Linked DNA regions of Pelodiscus sinensis: region 2 is linked to region 1. Evidence: chromatin contacts called from public Hi-C data. All regions are on one chromosome and are shown on one strand. Each heading gives the region's core, a stretch centred on a gene start, on an enhancer-like site or on the middle of the called end of the contact. The rest is flanking DNA. Distances are from core to core; before and after follow the strand shown.

What was found. A called contact is a pair of places that touch in the nucleus more often than the background predicts.
Region 2: a Hi-C map of blood shows a contact between it and region 1, with 3 times the contacts expected there. The contact joins the promoter of SSBP2 here to the promoter of ATG10 in region 1. A contact is called at or near these places in 2 of 5 Hi-C or Micro-C datasets (blood and an unstated tissue).

What each region holds. Positions count from the first base shown.
Region 1 is chr6:80,134,782-80,139,819 of ASM4963464v1, forward strand. It overlaps ATG10 (autophagy related 10), which reads right to left and starts at 2,301. Exons shown (of 8, transcript XM_075932200.1): 1 at 1,988-2,301.
Region 2 is chr6:80,268,699-80,273,656 of ASM4963464v1, forward strand. It overlaps SSBP2 (single stranded DNA binding protein 2), which reads left to right and starts at 3,507. Exons shown (of 17, transcript XM_075932203.1): 1 at 3,507-3,744.

The DNA.
Region 1 (5,038 bases), core at 1,051-3,550:
ATGTGTTGTCACAATTAACTCATTTCAGGTCTAGATAACGTGCAGCCCAAAGAGAATAAATCCCCTGAAACTGGAAGTCAAAACATCTCACCTCTTCAGAGCTCAGAAAGGGCTTGTTTACTCAGACACACAAATCATAACAACACGCTCTGTAGAGACAGGATACATCCTGCCTCTCTGTGGATGCACCAAGGCTATGTCTACACTCACAGCTTCTTGCGCAAGAAATATGCAAATGAAGCTAAGCATGGAATATCCCCGAGCCTCATTTGCATACCTAATGAGCTGCCATTTTTGCAGAAGAGGCTCTTGTGCCAGAAGGAGTTGTCTACACTGCCCAATGCCGCTATGCTGATTATTTTCAGGAATAACGGCATTGCGCAAGAGGGTTTTTCTTGCGCCAGAAGGGGCAGTGTAGACAGCTCCTTCTGGCGCAAGAGCCTCTTCTGCAAAAATGGCAGCTCATTACATATACAAATGAGGCTCTGAGATATTCACTTAGCCTCATTTGCTTATTTCTCGCACAAGAAGCCACAAGAGTAGACATAGTCCAAGTGTTTTCACAAGACATCTTAAGAGGTTGTTTAAATCATCAACTGCTTGGATGAGTAAGACTCACAAAGTGTCTGTCCATCACCCACACAGGAGTGATGGTGATTTCACTGTGCTAACAGACCTGATCTCTCTGTGGGTTCTTGTGGAGCAGCAAGGAGTCTGCAGCAGTCTCTTGAGGGTGAGGGGCAAAGGGGAGACAGGAGTTACCTCTATTTCAGTGGTTCTCAAACTTTTGGGCCCTTGACTCAGTGTAAACCTTTCTGCAAACCATCAATTGGTAATGGAAACTCACCGCTAATTACACAATTATGCTTGAGTCATTTTGCTAGCGCTGCAGCTAGGGAGAACGGTTTAATTTAAATTATTAAACAGATTAGGCGGTTTAACTTTCTCATGTTTGTTTATCAAACTTCGTTTTAAATAAAGTAAAATATTAATTTATGTTCAATATCTTCTTACTTATGGTAGGGGTAGGCAATCTTTTTTGAGTCAGGTGCCACTGACACACAGAAAAATCAGCTGGGGGGTCACAAAAGCGAAAAGCAAAAAAACACCTCCTAAATCCTCCAACGTGCACTGAAGTGGCCCCCTCGCTCAACAACTCACCCCTCTGGTGCTCCAGCCCCATGGATGAGTGGAAGGGACATGGAGGACTGAGGTTCTGGGCTTCCCATAGGCCAGATCCACTTTTCTGGGGTTCCAGACTTAGTGGCTTTTATAGGCCCCTTTACACTCTGGGGTAGGGACAAAAATTAGGGTTCAGCATGTAGGACAGGGCTGCCAAGTGTGACAGAGATGGGGTGCAGGATCTGGGAGGATGGTGTGGTACAGGAGTGGGAGAGGTTGTGAGGTCTGGGTAGGGTGTCTGGCCAGGCAAAGGGGGCAGGAACAAGGGAGGGTGCAGTGTGTGGCCAGGAAGAAGGGTGCAGGATCAATTGTGGACAAAGGGGCAGGGTGGGGATAGGTGTTTGGCCAGGCGGGAGGATGCAGGAACAACAGAGGGTGTCAGCATCAGCTGGGGGTAGGGAGTCTTGGAGGGGGTGGGAGGGCAGTGAGTGAGCACGAGTGAGGTGTGGGAGTCTGGGCAAGAGGGGGGGGACGCTTACCTGGCTTCATACCACCTGTCAGTGGGGAAAGCTTCCGGACAGCGTGCTGCCATTCGCTCAGCAGGGTGGGGGGGAGGAGGAGGGAGAGGAAGCTCAGCCCTGCTGCAAGCAGCCCACACAACCACAAGGCTGGAGCACCTGCTTTGGCTTCCCATTATGAGGAGGGCGGGGGGGGGCGGTTGAAGGGGGTGTGAAGAAAGCCCCCACCCTGCCAGACCCGGCTTGCGGAGCGCGGGCGGGTCTGTGCATTGCCACTCCCCCAGCAGGGTGGGAAGCGGCGGGGGGAAGGGCGGTGAACATCTCACACCGGCAGAGCCCGAACGTACCCCGCTCTGCAGCGCTCCAAGCGGGCTCTGCGCGGCCCCTGCTGCCGGGGCAGTTCCAAGGAGCAGCTCGCCGGGTTTATCCTCCGGCCAGCACCCCTCCCCCTCCGGCAGCGATGGCGGCCGCCGTGCAAAGAAGAAGCGGGCGGAGGGAGGCGGCGGCGTGGCCACGCACGGCTGAGGCCGTCCCGCAGCGGGAGGGAAGGGTCCACGTGGTGGCGGGGGCTTGCCGGAGGGCGGCGCACGCTGCACGGGAGCCCTGGAACCTGCGCGCCAGCGGAAGCCGCTCGGCCTGCCCGTGCAAAGCCCCAAGGGAGCGGTGATGCACTGGGCAGAGGCGGGGTGTTGCTGCCCAGCCTGGCGCTGCGTGTCTGAGCAAGGGAGGGAAATGGCGGTGCCAGTAATAGTCCGATCCGAATGGGCTGCCCGGGACATTTCCCTGCTTCATAGGGACACCGGGACAGGACATTTAAAGCTGTTAGGGAATCCCTAGAGCGGAAGAAGAAAGGGAAGGCGCCACTGTAGGGTTGCCGGATGGTCTCAACAAAAACACCGGACACACTTGACATTACATCACAATCTACATTACTTCTTATTGAGAAAATACCGGGCATTTCTATTTTCTCAATTTGTTTCCTGAACAGGAAGCTCAAATACTGGACTGTCTGGTTCAAAACTGGACACCTGGCAACTCTAGGAGCTAGACATCTGGCTAGGAAGAATACAAAGGAAAAGGAAAGGGAGATGAGCCCTTCGCCCACCAGAGGCAAATTACACATGGTAGAAAAGCAGGCACGCCGCAGGGGAAACACACACACGGAGAAACGGGTGTCAGTGTCCTCGCGGTTGGGGAAGGGAGGGAGCAGCGCACTGCTCTACACAGCCACATATCGCGCCTCGCCTCCCCTCCTCCTGCTAGTCTCAGGTGGGACACGCAGCAAGCTCCACCTCTCCCCGCTCCACAGGGTGATGGCCCAGCACGTTACCTAGCCAAGGGCAGGGAGGGACTGCATGGAAGCCAGGTGCACTCACAGCCTTTATGAGCCGCAAGTCATCGAGCGCAATCGTCACCTGACAGCTTTTCTGCGTGGGCAGGTTTGGGCGGGGTACAAACCCCTATTGGTGGCAGGAGGCGTTCGTGAGAATGGACCCCGGGGCCGTGTGAATGGAAAAGCCCTGTCCCCTTCAAAACGATTACCCACTGGGCGGGGAGAGAGAGCGTAGGCATTAGCAGGAGGGAGCAACAGCTCCAGCCTTTGCACGCCAGTTGGGCAGCCCTAGGCCCACCTTCTCCTTGGCACGGGACATGCCGAACTGCGGGATTGCCTGGCCCGAGGCCCAACCAAACTCCTTTCCGGCCCCACCCAGCGTGCAGTGCAATCAGTGAACACTCTTGCGCGCGGCTCACATGGGAGGTGGAGGGCGGGCACGGAACGCACTTCTCTGTTGGTGGCAGTCCTGAGGTGAGCTTGGTGCTGGGGCGGGCGGAAGTTGCGCTTCATGAAGAAACGTGGCCCCACAGGCTCTGCCTTCCCTCGGCCTAAGCCCCGATGCCGCGCTTCAGAATGGAGGCTCAATAGAGTCACATCTGCCACCAGCAGCTTCAGAGAGCTCAGACCTGTGACTCCTGCCTTGTCCCATGTGAGCAAAGCACAGAAGATGTGAGCCGTGGTAATTATTTTTTCTGTGTGAGGAGTTATTTTTTTTAAAAGTGCCCTGCAGCCCTTGAAACTGAATCCTCTGTCAGTTCCCACAACACTTCTGTGAATAAAGATTTACTTGCTGTTGCTCACATCCTTCCGGGCAGTGGGCAGCAGGTGGGGTAGTGGTGCAGGAATCAGGGCAGTAGTTGAGACTTCAAGAGTCAGGGCAGGGAGTGGGAGATGTGAGGGGCTCAGGCCAGGGCTTACTAGGGCTGCCAGTGGTGGCAATGGTGGTTCCTCCCAAGTTACTGGAGCTGCATTTCCCTGGTGACTCCTGGCGGTGGGAGGCTTCTCTGTTTGGTGGCTCCTCGTGGGGTGGGATGAAGGGTCAGGGCTGTGCTACCTGGCCGGTTGGTGGCTTCTCATGAGCAAGGACAAGGCAAGGGTGCCTCCTCCCCTCTTCCTTCCCCCCTCACCCCACGCAGCACAATATTGACCTCCTGTGGTTCAGCAAATTCCCTGATTCCACAGTATCAGGTCCCCAGGGTGCCAGACCAGAGAGATTCAACTGTATTTACCCCATCTTCATTTACATGACAAGAAAGGTGACATACTGCCCATGAGTAAGGTATTGAGCCTTCAGGGAGGATAGAAAATAAATCATTTAGTGTTTTTAATTATATAGTACTACATATTCAACATGCACATTAAGTCCTGACAACACCTCTGTAAGCTAATGACAGTATTATCTCAGTTTTACTGAGTAAGAGACAGAAAGAGACTGAAGTCCATATTTTCAAAAATGGCCACAAATGCTGAATTCCTCAGTATTGGATACTCTTGATTTTCAGAAGTACTTCTCCACATCTCCAAATGAAGTCAGCAGTAGTCGGATATAAAGAATTTTTGTCTTGGGTTTCAGGAGTTTGGCATCCCAAGTTAGGGTTTGATCCTGTGCTCACTGAAGTAAATGACAAAGCTCCCACTGACTCTGACTATGCAGAATCAGGACTCTAGAGACCACTTTTGATTTAAAAAAACCATTTTTAGGTTTAAGTTTCTTGCATAGGTCACCCCAGCAAAACAGCATCAGAGCTAGAACTAGACTTCAAGGCTGTGTCTACACTGGGCCACTTATTCCGGAAAATCAGCCGCTTTTCCGGAATAAGCTGTGAGCTGTCTACATTGGCCCTTGAATTTCCGGAAAAGCAACGATGCTCTACTGTACAAAATCAGCCGCTATTCCGGAAAAACTATTCTGCTCCCGCTCGGGCATAAGTCCTTATTCCGGAACACTGTTCCGGAAAAGGGCCAGTGTAGACAGCCCAGTAGTCTTTTCCGGAAAAAAGCCCCGATCGCGAAAATGGCGATTGGGGCTCTTTTCCGGAAAAGCGCATCTACATTGGCCACA
Region 2 (4,958 bases), core at 2,257-4,756, 140 kb after region 1:
TCCCTTTGTTTCTCACTCTTCACTTATATATTGAAGTTGAGAATGGTGTGCATCTGCATCATTGTCTTGTAAGATCAGGACCTATACTTGTAAAGTGCCAGGCACTACCACTCAATAATAGCTACCACAATTAAATTAAATTAAATGTAACATCCCTGTAGGGGAGAAATACTCAAAGAAACTCACTATAGTAATATTTACCTTCAAAAAGGGGAGCTACTCAAAAACAAGATTTGGTAAATGGAAATTAAAAGAAGCAATCACAAGAGTGAAATGCCTGCAAGCTGCAGGGAAACTAACCTCCCCCCCACCACCATAATAGAAGCTAAAACTATATGTACATATTTTCCATATAAAAATAAGATGGCCAAAAAAATTGACCATGTCTAAACAACAAAGAAAAGAGGCAATTACAGGCAAAAGACACCTTTAAAAACTGGAAATCAAATCTTAGTGAGGAAAATAGAAAGGAGCATGAACCCTGGAAAAGTTGAGACATCAGTGTTCAAAGTAAGCTGTAATGGGAAAAAAAGAAGGTTCTTTCAAAGTTTAGTTAAAAAATAGAAAGCAAAAGGTAGGAATAAATATTCAATATTCAGAGTGGTGAGAAATAAATAGTGAGTTCTCTAAAGAATCTGTATTGGGATCTTTAATATCAGCATATTTATAAATGATCCGGCAACAGGGGCATATAGAGTGAGGTGGTAAAGTTTGCAGATGGTACAAAATTACTCAAAATAGTTAAGTCCAAAACAGACTGTGAAGAATTATAAAGGGACCTCACAAACTGGGTGAAAGACCAAGAAAATGGCAGATCAAATGCAAAGTAGTACACATTGGAAAACATAATCCCAACTATTCATGCAAAATGAGAGGGTCTAAATTAGCAGTTACCACCCAAGAAATATATTTTAGAGTCACTATGGATAGTTCTCAGAACACATATGCTCAATATGCAGCACCAGTCAAAAAAGCTAACAATGCTAAGAACAGAAGAATTAGAAAAGAGCTGGATAATAAGAGAAAATATCATAATGACACTATATAAATGTATGCTATGCCCAAACGTTGGGCCCACCTGGTTGTCCCATATTAAAAAAAATCAAACATGTATGAGAGTGGGGAAAAGGACAGATAAGGACAGATAAGAGCAACAAAAATTATTAGGGGTATGGAACAGCGTTCATAGGATGAGATTAAAAAGACTGGGACTGTTCAGCTTGGAAAAGATACAATGGGAGTGGGAAGGATACAATATGCGACTATAAAATCACGAATGGTGTGGAGATAGTTAATAAGTGTTATTTACCCCTTTACATAACCAAGAACTAGGGGGCACTCAATGAAATTAATAGGCAGCAGGATTAAATTGAACAGCAGGAAGTACTTCTTCTCATAACACACAGTCTATCTGTGGAACTTGTTGCCAGCAGGAGTTTTGGAAGAATTGGTACAGTGGAGGTGCTGAGAGTCACTGACTCAAACAGTAAATCCTGCATATCATAGAAACCAAGCCAAGGGGTGCATTAGCACCCCAACTTCTAGCCATGGTTGCCAGGGGTGTTGTGAAGAACAAAAATATAACTGGGTTAAAAAAAGAATTAAGTTCATGGAGGATAAATCTATCAATGGCTATTAACCATGAAGGTCAAAAACACAACCTACCCCACATTCTGGGTGCTCCTAAACCTCTGGCTGTTAGTGGCTGGACTGAATGAAAGGGGATGGATCATTTGATAAATTGCCCTGTTCTGTTCAATTCCTGTAAAGCATCTGGCAACAACCACAGTGAAACCCGGTATGACTGCTTGTGTTATTAATCACAATGGGGCCCCGATTCTGACTGAAAATTCTGGGTCTACCATAAGACAATAATAATAATAATAATCACATTTTCCTTTTAAAATGATGTCACTGCTATACTTTAAAAAGTACATAATATCTCTTAATATTATTTATATGGGGGATTACCAAAACTGTTCTAAATCCTTCAGTTTTGGTTCACAAGAAATTGTGTGTTGAGACTCTTTTCTTTGTATAATTGGAAGAGGGGGGTTACAGTTGCTGCTGCTCTCCACAGGCAGACCAGGGCTAGACTGTTGTTCATATCTATCAAACACCCTCCATTAGGTAATACAGTATTGCCATATAGTATTGCCAACGCCAAATATGAAAAATCATGAACCAGATCCCAGAAGAAGACTATCCAGAGTTGTAATAGTAAAGTGCTTAAAAAAAAGTTTTGGAAGAGGTAGGGGTCTGAGGCTGGTCATGCTGGTGGCAGAGCAGTGGGTGGGGGGAAGTAAGGGGGTGTGTGAGGCTGGTTGTGCTAGTCACTGAGAAGTGTGGGAGGAAGGGAGGCTGAGCCAGCCTGTGCTGGGGGCTGGCAGGAAAGGTGTGTGTGTGTGTGTGGGGGGGGTGGCTGTACAGTGAGGGGGGCTGAGCAACAGGGGGCCTCATCTGGGGGAGCTGAGCAGCAGAGGGTCTGCACTGTGTGTGTGTGGAGCTGAGCAGTAGAAGGGCTGAGACTGGCTGTGGTGGGGGCTGAGCAGTGGGGGCTGATCTGGGGGAGCTGAGCAGCAGGGGAGCAGGACTGAGGCTAGCCTGGGGGGCTGCACTATGTGTAGGGGGCTGAACAATGGAGGGGACTGAGACTGGCTGTGGTGAGGGCTGATCAGTAGGGATCTGATCTGGGGGAGCTGAGCATCAGAGGGGCTGAAGCTAGCTGGCGGGGCTATGCTGTGGGGGGGGGGGACTGAGCAATGGGGGGGCTGAGACTGGCTGTAGTGGAGCCTGAGAAGTGGGGGGGCTGATCTGGGGGAGCTGGGTAGTGGGAGGAGTGAGGCTAGCCTGGGGGGGGAGGCTGCACTGCGTGTGTGGGAGCTAAGCATTGTGGGGGCTGAGACTGGCTGTAGTGGGGCTGAGCAGTGAGGGCTCATCTGGGGGGAGCTGAGCAGCATGGGGGGCGAGGCTAGCTGGGGGGCTGAGCAGTGGGGGGGGCGCTGAGACAGGCTGTGGGGGGAGCCGAGCAGCGGGGGGGGGGCGAGGCTAGCTGGGGGCGCGCTGTGTGCGGGGGGGGGTCTGAGACTGGCTCTGCTGGGGCTGGATGTGGGGGAGGTTGAGTCTGGCTCGGGGCCTCACTCCCCCGCTGAGCATCAGGGCCGGGGTGCGGCGCGGTCTGTGGGTGGACGAAGGGACGGGGCAGCCCGGGCTGCCGCCGGCTGATCACATGCCGGGGGCAGAGCGGCCTGAAGCGGCCCGTGCCGCGGGCTGGGCGAGAAGGGGCCCGAAGCTGCCGGGTGCCGCTGGCTGCGGAGTCCAGTCCGCACTTTCCCTCTCTCCCCAGCGTTCTCCCTCTCCGGCAGCGGCGGCGGGGGGGTGCCGAGCGCACAGAACAGCCAGTTGTTTAAAATCCTTCTAGAACCGTTTCAAATTCCCCCTTGCGCCGGGGAAGGGAGAGCGCGAGAGGGGAGGGGGAGGAGGAGCCGAGGGGTGGGGGAAGCGGGGAGGAGGAGAGAGCAGCCTGTCCTGGTGTCTGCCTGTCAGTCACTGTGTGGAAGGCGTGCCGGAACGTGCAGCGGGCCAATGGGGTGTGTGTGTGGCAGCGTCTCCATGGTGACGGGGCTGTTCCCGGGGAGGCTGTGATGGGTTGACAGGTGCGTGACAGTCGGAGCTCTCTGCAGGCATGTACGGCAAAGGCAAGAGCAACAGCAGCGTCCCGTCCGACAGCCAGGCCAGGGAGAAGTGAGTACAGCCCGCCGGACCGCACAGCCGGACTGGGCGGGGGGCGCACACACCCGCACAGACCCTGCCCAAAGTAACTTTCCTGCTCGCCGGAGAGGGGCCGCGCGCGCTGTCGGAGCCGGCGGGAGCCGGAGTGGGGCGCCAGGGTTGGGGTGCGCGGGACCCGAGGGTTAGCAGTTGGGTGCACCACCCCCTCGGGGGCAGCGGGGCCGGGGCGTATGTGAGCCGCGGGTGGCGGAGACAGGAGTGTCCGAGTTGCCCGCGCTTGGCGGGGCGGTGGGACAGGAAGCTCCTGAACCCCCTCGCCCGTGGCGGGGTGAAAGGCAGGTGCTGGCTGAGCCCCGCGCATTGTGGGGCGGGGGTGCAGCGCGGACGAAGGCTGAGCCCCTGGCTTTGGAGGGGCAGGGTGAAGGGCAGGGAGGGGCAGGCCGGGGCAGGTCCCCCCCTCCCGTGCCCCGAGGGGGTCTGTGCCGGTGCGAAGAGTTGGACTAACTTTGGTAACAAAGAGCCTAGCCTGTGCTGCCGGGGGCTGAGCCGCTGTGGGGCTCCCGCGGGGGCAGGAGAGGTAGAAACCGAAGAGCCCTGTGCTGCCTGTAACTCGCAGCTCTCAACTTTTTATCAGGACCTAATGTCTCCCCCGTCCTTTCTAGTCAGAGCCCTGATCCCGTCTCCCAGCCACATCCCTCCCTAGCATAAGAGCAGGACAGAGAGTCAGTGTGTGGAGAGGAAGAGCGTGTGTGTGTGTATGTGTGTGTGTGCGCGCGCTCATTGTTCTTTAGAAGTGAAACTGGGATTGTTTTGGGTGGGGAAAAAGGATTAATGGAGATGTTGCGGTTTCAGGAGAAGGAGGAAAAGGAGGTTGTGTTGAAGGAATAGAGATAGTAGGAGGGCCTGTTGGTTTGAGGAAGAAAGGGACATGTTTAAAAGGTTTTGGTGGGGGCTTTTGCATAGTTCTGGATACCTGGTGGGATGGTGCCATCAGTGCAGCTAGTGACAATTTAGATGGAGAAGGAAGGATCTCTTGTTCTATGCAATGAGGCATCTCTTTCCCTGTGTTCCCAAAATACATGTTAAAGGGCACCAAGAACTTAAATTGACTAATATTAAATTTTTTGAGATGCGCCTTTAAATATCATATCTTGATCTTTTAAAAAAACATTCTTTAAAATAAATGGTACAGCTATGCTTCTGTTCACTTGTTTATGTTTACAAAT